Regions from separate parts of the Sus scrofa genome. Here region 2 is linked to region 1. Evidence: chromatin contacts called from public HiChIP or PLAC-seq data. All regions are on one chromosome and are shown on one strand. Each heading gives the region's core, a stretch centred on a gene start, on an enhancer-like site or on the middle of the called end of the contact. The rest is flanking DNA. Distances are from core to core; before and after follow the strand shown. Region 1 holds the start of SF3B6 (splicing factor 3B subunit 6). Region 2 holds the start of ATAD2B (ATPase family AAA domain-containing protein 2B).

The links. HiChIP or PLAC-seq counts read pairs in DNA pulled down with a chosen protein or histone mark.
Region 2: a contact with region 1 is called in an H3K27ac HiChIP or PLAC-seq map of skeletal muscle. The contact joins the promoter of ATAD2B here to the promoter of SF3B6 in region 1. A contact is called at or near these places in 3 of 5 promoter capture datasets (fetal liver and liver), 26 of 47 Hi-C or Micro-C datasets (alveolar macrophages, blood, embryonic fibroblasts and 13 more) and 2 of 2 datasets of contacts at active chromatin or transcription factors (alveolar macrophages and skeletal muscle).

The regions. Positions count from the first base shown.
Region 1 is chr3:114,604,324-114,608,276 of Sscrofa11.1, reverse strand. It overlaps SF3B6 (splicing factor 3B subunit 6), which reads right to left and starts at 2,414. Exons shown (of 4, transcript XM_003125364.4): 1 at 2,095-2,414. The coding sequence starts at 2,124. TP53I3 (quinone oxidoreductase PIG3) reads right to left here. Exons shown (of 6, transcript XM_003125363.6): 6 at 2,822-3,197. The coding sequence ends at 3,015. It overlaps LOC110260105 (a long non-coding RNA gene), which reads left to right and starts at 2,491. Exons shown (of 2, transcript XR_002342966.1): 1 at 2,491-3,628.
Region 2 is chr3:114,720,527-114,724,543 of Sscrofa11.1, reverse strand. ATAD2B (ATPase family AAA domain-containing protein 2B) reads right to left here and starts at 2,319. Exons shown (of 27, transcript XM_021087782.1): 1 at 1,679-2,319. The coding sequence starts at 1,894.

The DNA.
Region 1 (3,953 bases), core at 1,165-3,664:
TGCAGCACTATTTACAGTAGCCAAAACATGGAAACAATCTAAATGTCCATTGACAGAGGAGTGGATCCAGAAGATGTGGTACATATACACAATGGAATATTACTCAGCCATTAAAAAGAACGAAATACCGGCATTCTTGGCAACATGGATGGACCTAGAAACTATCATGCTAAGTGAAGTCAGCCATACAATGAGACACCAACATCAATTGCTTTCATTGACATGTGGAATCTGAAAAAAGGACAGACTGAACTTTGCAGAACACATACTGACTCACAGACATTGAAAAACTTATGGTCTCTGGAGAAGACAGCTTGGGGGGTGGGGGGATGTGCTTGGGCTGTGGGATGGAAATCCTGTGAAATCAGATAGTTATGATCATTATACAACTATAGATGTGATAAATTCATTTGAGTAATAAAAAATTTTTTAAAAATTAAATGATGTTAACACAACAAAACAAAACAAAAATAAGTACAATAGTTTTAGACTTTAAGATTTAAGGTGAAGTAGATGATAAACACTATCAAACAATCACAATATACTTTTCTAGTAAATCTGCTTTCTCACCCTGCAAGACACTGTATCACATTTCCTCTTCTTTCTTCAAAAGTCACCAGCCCCACTCCCTCTAATATCCAGTTAGGCTGTATCCTCTCTTCCCTGCCAACCCAGAAGATAAACTTGGCCCTTGCTTACTGGAGAAAATAGATATGGCCAAATAGTTAAGTGCCTTATATTCAATCTACACTTGTCCATCCACTTTCACTCTCATTGCAATGCCAACCCCCAACTCCAAATTATTCCTGAACCTAACCCATCCTTCTCCTACATCATCAGTTTCTCCCTGGATCATTCTCACTAGCATACGAATCACACCTTATATCATACATCCTTATGTATTATGTATATGTGTGTGTGTGTGTGTGTATATACATATATATATATAATTTCGAATGTTTTTTGTTTGTTTGTGGACCTGCAGCATGTGGAATTTCCCAATCCAGGGAATGAACCTGTGCCATCGCAGTGACCCAAGCCACAGCAGTAACAACAGAGCTGCTGAGCCATGGGGGAACTTCATACATCTTAAAAAAGAAAAATGTTGAGAGTTCCTTGGTGGCTCATTGGGTTAAGGACCCAGGGTTGCCACAGCACTGTGGTGGCACGGGTTCAATCCCTGGTCCTGAACTTCCCTGTACCCGAGGCACAGCCAAAAAAGAAAAAAAAAGAAGAAAGTTAACAATCATACAATTTCTCTTCTCCTATTTACACAAAAACTCATGGAAAAGAACTGTCTCCATTTTCTCAACTTCTACCTTCTTTTCATTCCACTGCAACCAAATTTTCATCCACTGAAATGATTATCATCAAAGTTACCAAGTCTACATCTCAGCATATTCAATTATCTGTCTTCACCTTACTATACCTCTCAGCATCTTAGAGTTGACCACTCTATTTCTCTTGAGACAATTTTTCTGAGGTTTCCATCACACCCCACTCTTTCATATTACAATGTAAGCAGCAGGGCTTTTTGTTTTATTCACCATTTTATCTCCAATACCTAGACTAGTATTTGGTACATACTAAGTGTTCAATACATATGACTGATTTTTCTATCCTCTCTCTCTCAAGTCTGGTACATACTAGATGCTCAAAAAAAGAAAAAAAAATCGCTCAAAACATTAATGAAGGATCCAAAAAGCTCTATGATCCAAGAAGACATCAAGGTTCGAGTTGCCTGTTAAGCATAAGTTATTTATTGCGGAATCATCTGTGCTACTGACTTTTAGGCCGAAGAGAGAATGCTGACGCCAGGTCCTAGGTGCAGGTGAAGCAACATAGGCTGCAACACTATCACTGATAATGGGATAACAGACCGAAGGAACTCTCAAAAGGGGTAGGGGCGGACGTGTGGCTCAAAGAGCACATCTCTAAGGACCAGGTTAGGATGAAATACACTCTGACAGGTCAGTAACTTCTGGGCATCCCCGCGACGGGGATGGAAGAGGGCCAAGAAGGCTCTGATCACGCTGCTGAGAAAGTCCAGCAGCGAAGTGCTCCCCCTCCAACGTCGAAGTCCCCAACACTCACGTTTGCCCTCTTGGCTGCTTGCATCGCCATCCTGGCAGGCTGATGAGGTCACCGCAGCAAACACTTAAATTCCTCCGCTCTTCGGGCGGGCTCGCTCAGCTTAGAACGCAATACCGAGTGAGATATAGGACATCAACAAAAAGACCCCGCCGGGAGCTGTTCTAAAGCGCAGGAATATCACCGTCTCACGCCGAAACGTGCTGACGTAGTCTCTCCTTAGGAAAAGACTTCTGGGCAAAACGGGTCTGAGACTGGATGACGCCGGAAGGCTGAGAGGAAAAGGTCCAAGGAGCTTCCGGGCTCTAAGCCGGAAGGGGCGGGGAATGAGCTTGGGAGGGGGAGGTGTTCCGGTCCGGATGGCCCTGAGCAGCGGAAGCTGACTGGAAAGGGCGGGGCCTGAGGAGAACTGGGTGAGGTGGATTGCCCCTGGGTGAGTGGTGGGAGAAGGCGGGGTCTAGAGTTGGGGGGTGTTGCAGGGCGCTTGCTGCTGTGCTAGGGACACGTTGTGGAGGCAAGGGCTTCTGACTGCGCAAAGCCGAGACTGAAGGGTTCTGGTGTTTGGCTGACGCTGTACCGGGTATTCCGAACTCCTGGCGCAGCCTCAGCCCCCCATCTTAGGCCTCAGGTGACTCGGCCTCTGTAATCACCCCCACACCCCGCCCGGGCCGCTGCGACGCCCCATCTCACTTCCACCTCACTCCCGCTCCGGCGGCCCCAGTCCACGCGCCACTCTTCAATTCCACTCTTTATTTCCTAGACCAGTTTTACAAGGATCGTTAGAGAAGGCTGGGGAAGGAACAGGAGGTTACAGCCCAGCCTGGAATAGCACCCAGTGGCCTGACTGTACAGTGAATTTTCTTGAAGTTTGCTCTTGGAAGACCTGAGGGAGCCACGTCCTCTACTGCCCCCTCCCTCATCCTTCATTGGGGCAGCTCCAGGACGATTTTGCCCATGTTCCTGTTAGTCTCCATATACACATGGGCCGCTTGAATTTCAGTCATGGCATAGACTCTGTCCAGAACCGGCACTAAACGGTGAGGGCTCTCCATGGAGAAGTGGGGCAGAATTTGCTCTGTGAAGCTCTTCACCAGCATCTGCTTGTACTAAGATAAGGAAAAGGAGACCATCAGCCCGGACAGTGGCCTAACAACCTGGCCAGTCCCCATCCTGCTTCGCATTTCTGCTCTTCCTGAAACTTGTACATGTCTGAAAAGTCACACAAGGGCACGAAGTAACCCCTTGACGAACAGCATGTATGTGCATACTCCTAGATTTGTAATCTCTTCTGTACCAGATAAAGATCAAAGCCTGGAGAAAGTATTAGTGTCACTGAAAGCTGACAGGGCTGTTTTTAAGTAAAGACTTCAAGCAGGAGATGGCCTCAGACAGGACTTAATATAGGCTCAATTCAAAAGGGATGTTTAACCTCTGCTATCCCCCAGCAATGTGAAATCATTTTGGGAAACATTCCCAAACTTGGCACCTGCTGGACTGCTACTCACAAAAGATTTCGGGAATGTATAATCTGTTAAAGGTAGGAATTTACTAACCTTATTTACCTAAGAGGTTTTCTTAGCCCACTGAGAACAGTTCTGTCTTTGAAAACAGTCTTGGAACTATTAGAAGTATTTCCTAGCATGGTCAATGCTTCATTTATTGTTATGTTTACATATTACGTATTAGCTATCCTCTTTGTTTTTTTTTGTTTGTTTGTTTTGTTTTGTTTTTTTGCTTTTTAGGGCCACACCCGTGGCATATGGAAGTTCCCGGGCTAGGGGTCAAATTGGAGCTGTAGTCCTGGCTACGCCACAGCCACACCAGATTTGAGCCTCGTCTTCTACCTACACTACAGCTTATGG
Region 2 (4,017 bases), core at 1,070-3,569, 120 kb before region 1:
CATTAGACTATTGATTCCTTGCCTTTTAACATCTCCATAACAGCTGCTTGACAAATTAGTTCACCTTATTCTCCAGGGGGTAAGGACAGCATAATATCCATGAATTTAAAAATGGGACCACAAAATGATCAGTGACAGATGAGCTAATTGCTTCAGATAAACGAGACACTGCTCTAACAGTCTAGGCATTCATAGCATCATACAATTAAATGCTTACACTCTAAATATTTTATTTGTACTTAAGAACAGAGGCAAATCTTTCTTAAATTACTTTTAAAATCTATTTTAGCTTAGGAAAGTCAGTACACTCGTACATGTTTGGAATAATTTCTACAGAAAGCCTAGTTTTTCTTATTTCAATCTAAAAGATCTGTAAGCCCCAAAATAGTCTAATAAGACAACTTTTAAAATATTTTCCACATTTTTAGCAAAATAAAAGCCAAACACATTTTCATACAACATATTTCAGAAAACTTCGGTAAAATATGTCTATTGTATTTGCCTCAGTTCATTCTGGTATCAGAACAGTGAGAGATACACAGAAAAAGCACACACAAACCATGATCTTGCAGACCCCATAGAAAAAAATATATATTGCTTTCCTCCCATAAGAATAACAAAATTTCCAGAAAAATTACTCTTAGTAAATTAGCCTCTCTAGACAGAAACATCCTCTTTTCTGAATTCATAACCAATCTCATAACACACCCTTATCAATACCTTTAAAGTGATAAAACATACATGTTACAGCTTAGAGCATTACAATGTAATAAAATTTTAAGAGCTACCACTTTAAAAAAAAAAAAAAAAAAACTAAACGAAATCATCGCCGGCCTTCTTCAAATGTCACTTTAGGAGCAGTGGAACCACGATGGTGTTAAGTCGCCTTTTATAAACTATCCCCATAACAAAAATGGAGAGACACCCAAAAAAACACAATTTGGAGACGATAGTGCTTACTATCCACAATTTTGGACATGCCCCTTTTGTGACCTGAAGTCTCCACTTGAAAGCTCTACCGACCGAGACCCCACTAGAACTCTGGTTGGCCGGCTGGCGGGTTCTCTAGCTACAATATCACATTTGATCGCTCCTGCCTGGAGAGGCGATAGTGTTGATTTTGTTTTTAAAGTTGGTGTCAGAGCTGCTACAAACTTTTTTCAGCATCCCTGCCAGGCTGCCAACTGGAGCTCTCGTTCACTTCCTCACCAACTTGAACCACCCCCAGTTTGAGAGTAAGCCGGAGTTAGACACCGGCAGGAGCTGACACGCTCACAAGAAGGGTTTGACACCGCAGAAAACTTTCACTTCTCCTCTCCAGCCCGTCCACCCGGAGAGTCCAGCCCTTCGCTCTTGCTCCCTTAGAATTCCCCTCTCAGGCGGGACAAGGACACAGAAAGCAGGCTGCTCTAACGTCCCCGAAAACACCCCCCCACACACACACACCCATAGTCTTCTCCCCTGGACTCAAGTCCCGCTCTCCACACAAAAGAGCCGGGCCAGCTAAGCTGGTGCGGCCCTAACTAGCCAGCTGCCACCCTCCACCGCACCCGCAGACCCGGGTCTCCAGCCGACCGAGCGGTCTCCCCTGGAGGCTGCCTGCCCCAACCTGGCCAGACAAAGCCCCGGCGGCCGGGCCGACTCGCGAGCCTCCGGACTCGGGCCGCCGCGCTCTTACCCGGGCCTCATCCAGAGCGACGCCGGCGCCACCGCTTCCCCCGGCCTTGGCGGCGGGGCAGCTGGCAGCGCGGGTCTTGGAGGAGCGGGTCCGAGAGGAGATGAAATGGCTGCTGCCTCCGGTCGCCCCAGGCTCTCCTCCGGCCCCAGGCCCAGGCCCAGGCCCAGGCGACTTAGATCCGAGAAGGCGCAGGGAGCTCTTCCGGGTGTTCACCATGGTCCAGCCAGGAGGACGGGGTCCACGCCGCGCCCGCGGCGCCCGCCGCGCCGGGGAGAGCCAAGGAAGGCCGGCCCGCCGGCCGGGCAGTCAGGGCCAGTGGAGCCGGGCCGGGAAAGACAAGCCGACCCGGACTCTGCGGAGCGCAGACGAGGACAGGCGAGAGTAAGACAGAGGAAGGAAAGTCGGCGTGAGAAGACAGCGGGAGACGGGACCGAAGCTCCAGGCCGACAGCTCAGACCCTCCGCCGGCTTCGCCCTCCTCAGCGGGAGCCGAGCGGAGCCGCCATTTCTACCCCTTTCTCTCCCGTTCTCGCTCTCGAGCTCCGTGCGTCAGGGCTCCAGCGCCGCAGGGCCAACGAGACCGCTTCCGGCAGTGACCGCTGCGGGGCGCTGCAAGGCCGGCCAGCCTTTCCCTTGTAGGCTGCTCCCTCCTCTTCCCCCGCCCCTCCAGTAGGCCCCGCCCAGCGGAGCGCTGTCAGCGCTTGGCGGCCAAGAAAGGTACGCTCTGGGCTGTGTCAGCTCTATGGTTTCCAGGTCTGGCCGGCTGCCTAGCAAGGAGGGGATGGGAAAAAACAGAGTGCGCGCGGGATAGGCGCGCGCGAACGCTAGAGTCTGTCTCGGAGCCTTCACCCCTTGCCAGGCCGGAGAACCCCACCATCACCCCCAGGTGGCCTGGATGGTACTAGGAACGACCGGCAAAGGCGGGGAGTGAAGGGGAGGGGGGGCGAAGACCAGGGCGCGGTGACCTGAGTTGGAATCCGTTGATATCCAAGACAAGACGCTGAACTTGTGTCACTTTTCAAGGTTGTAAAGATGTGAATGATAGCGCTGATAAGACAGATCTATGCAGTGTCTGGCACACGGTAAGCTTAAGAAAGAGCAAACGCTGGAACCCTGTGTCTTTAAACAAAGCAAAGCAGTGTCTGTCTTAGAGTGTTTTCTATAACCTTAGCCAGATCTAAGGCGGAGTCACAAAGAATGAATTCTTCCTATTAAAAGCCTCATTTAGCACTGCTGCCCCGCCCGCGCAAGAATTAAGAATGACACAAAAAGCTGAACATGAAGATAGAAAATGTTTAACTTCCAAAGAAAAAGGTTAAGGGACACAGTTAATATGAAAAGCTCTGTTGAAAGAAGGAATTATGTTCATTTCCAGAATTCCTCCGTACATTAGCAATAGAGAGCCTAATATTTATTGGATAAAAGTTCTCCTCTTTGCCTCACTAAGAATAATTGAAGACTTGAGAAAAGTCTTATAAAAATCACCAAGCTGCGTCAAAATTAGAGGATTCTCCTCATCCAAGCTCCCAGTTGTTCAACAAAACTGCATAATGCACTAAGAATGGAAATAGTTTTTCTGTTGGGGAAGCAATATGGATTCCAGGAAAGCTGACTAATCTCTCTTGACACTAATCTGCATACCACATTCTCCCCTAGACACTTCACCCACCATTTAAAACTGGCCTCTTTGGGTGTGACAACCTTATAATGGAAGGAGACCTAGGTTTTCCTGTGTCAATTAGCTATGAGATCATCGAACAGAATAAACGATTTCATTTCCTGCAGAAAGAGTCTGGCTTTAAGCAGTATTTAAAGTGTCCTTAAGAGGTGTATGGTGTGCAAATTAGCACACAAAGGACTTCTGTGCTTTCTTCCTTTGTTTCAGTTTTGTTTTTGTAGTCCTAAATTGAGAAAGCCAGGTTGTTGTTTGGGATACTACAACCTATACCCTTTACTAATAGCAAATGTTTATTCTAAACCCCAACTGGTGTTAGGTCCTCTGTCAGGCCAGTAAATATGGAGGGGTTATTGCTTTTTTGTTTTTAAATAACAATATAGTTCTGGCCCTCAGAGAGCTCACTGACAAGGAGGAAATAAAGACAGGCAAAGAACCAGTAAGCTGCAGAACAATGTGACAGGAAAAAATGAGGCAGAAACCTCTAATTCAAGCAGAGTTGTTAGAGAAAACCTCTGAGAGGTGATGATGCCAGAGATGCATCTAGAACCACAAAATGGAGAAAGAAAACAGACAAAAGAAAGCAGTTTGAAAAATATATGAAAGAGTTGCCTGGGGTTTTTGGTTTGTTTTTGGTTTTTTTTTTGCTTTTTTAGGGCTGCACC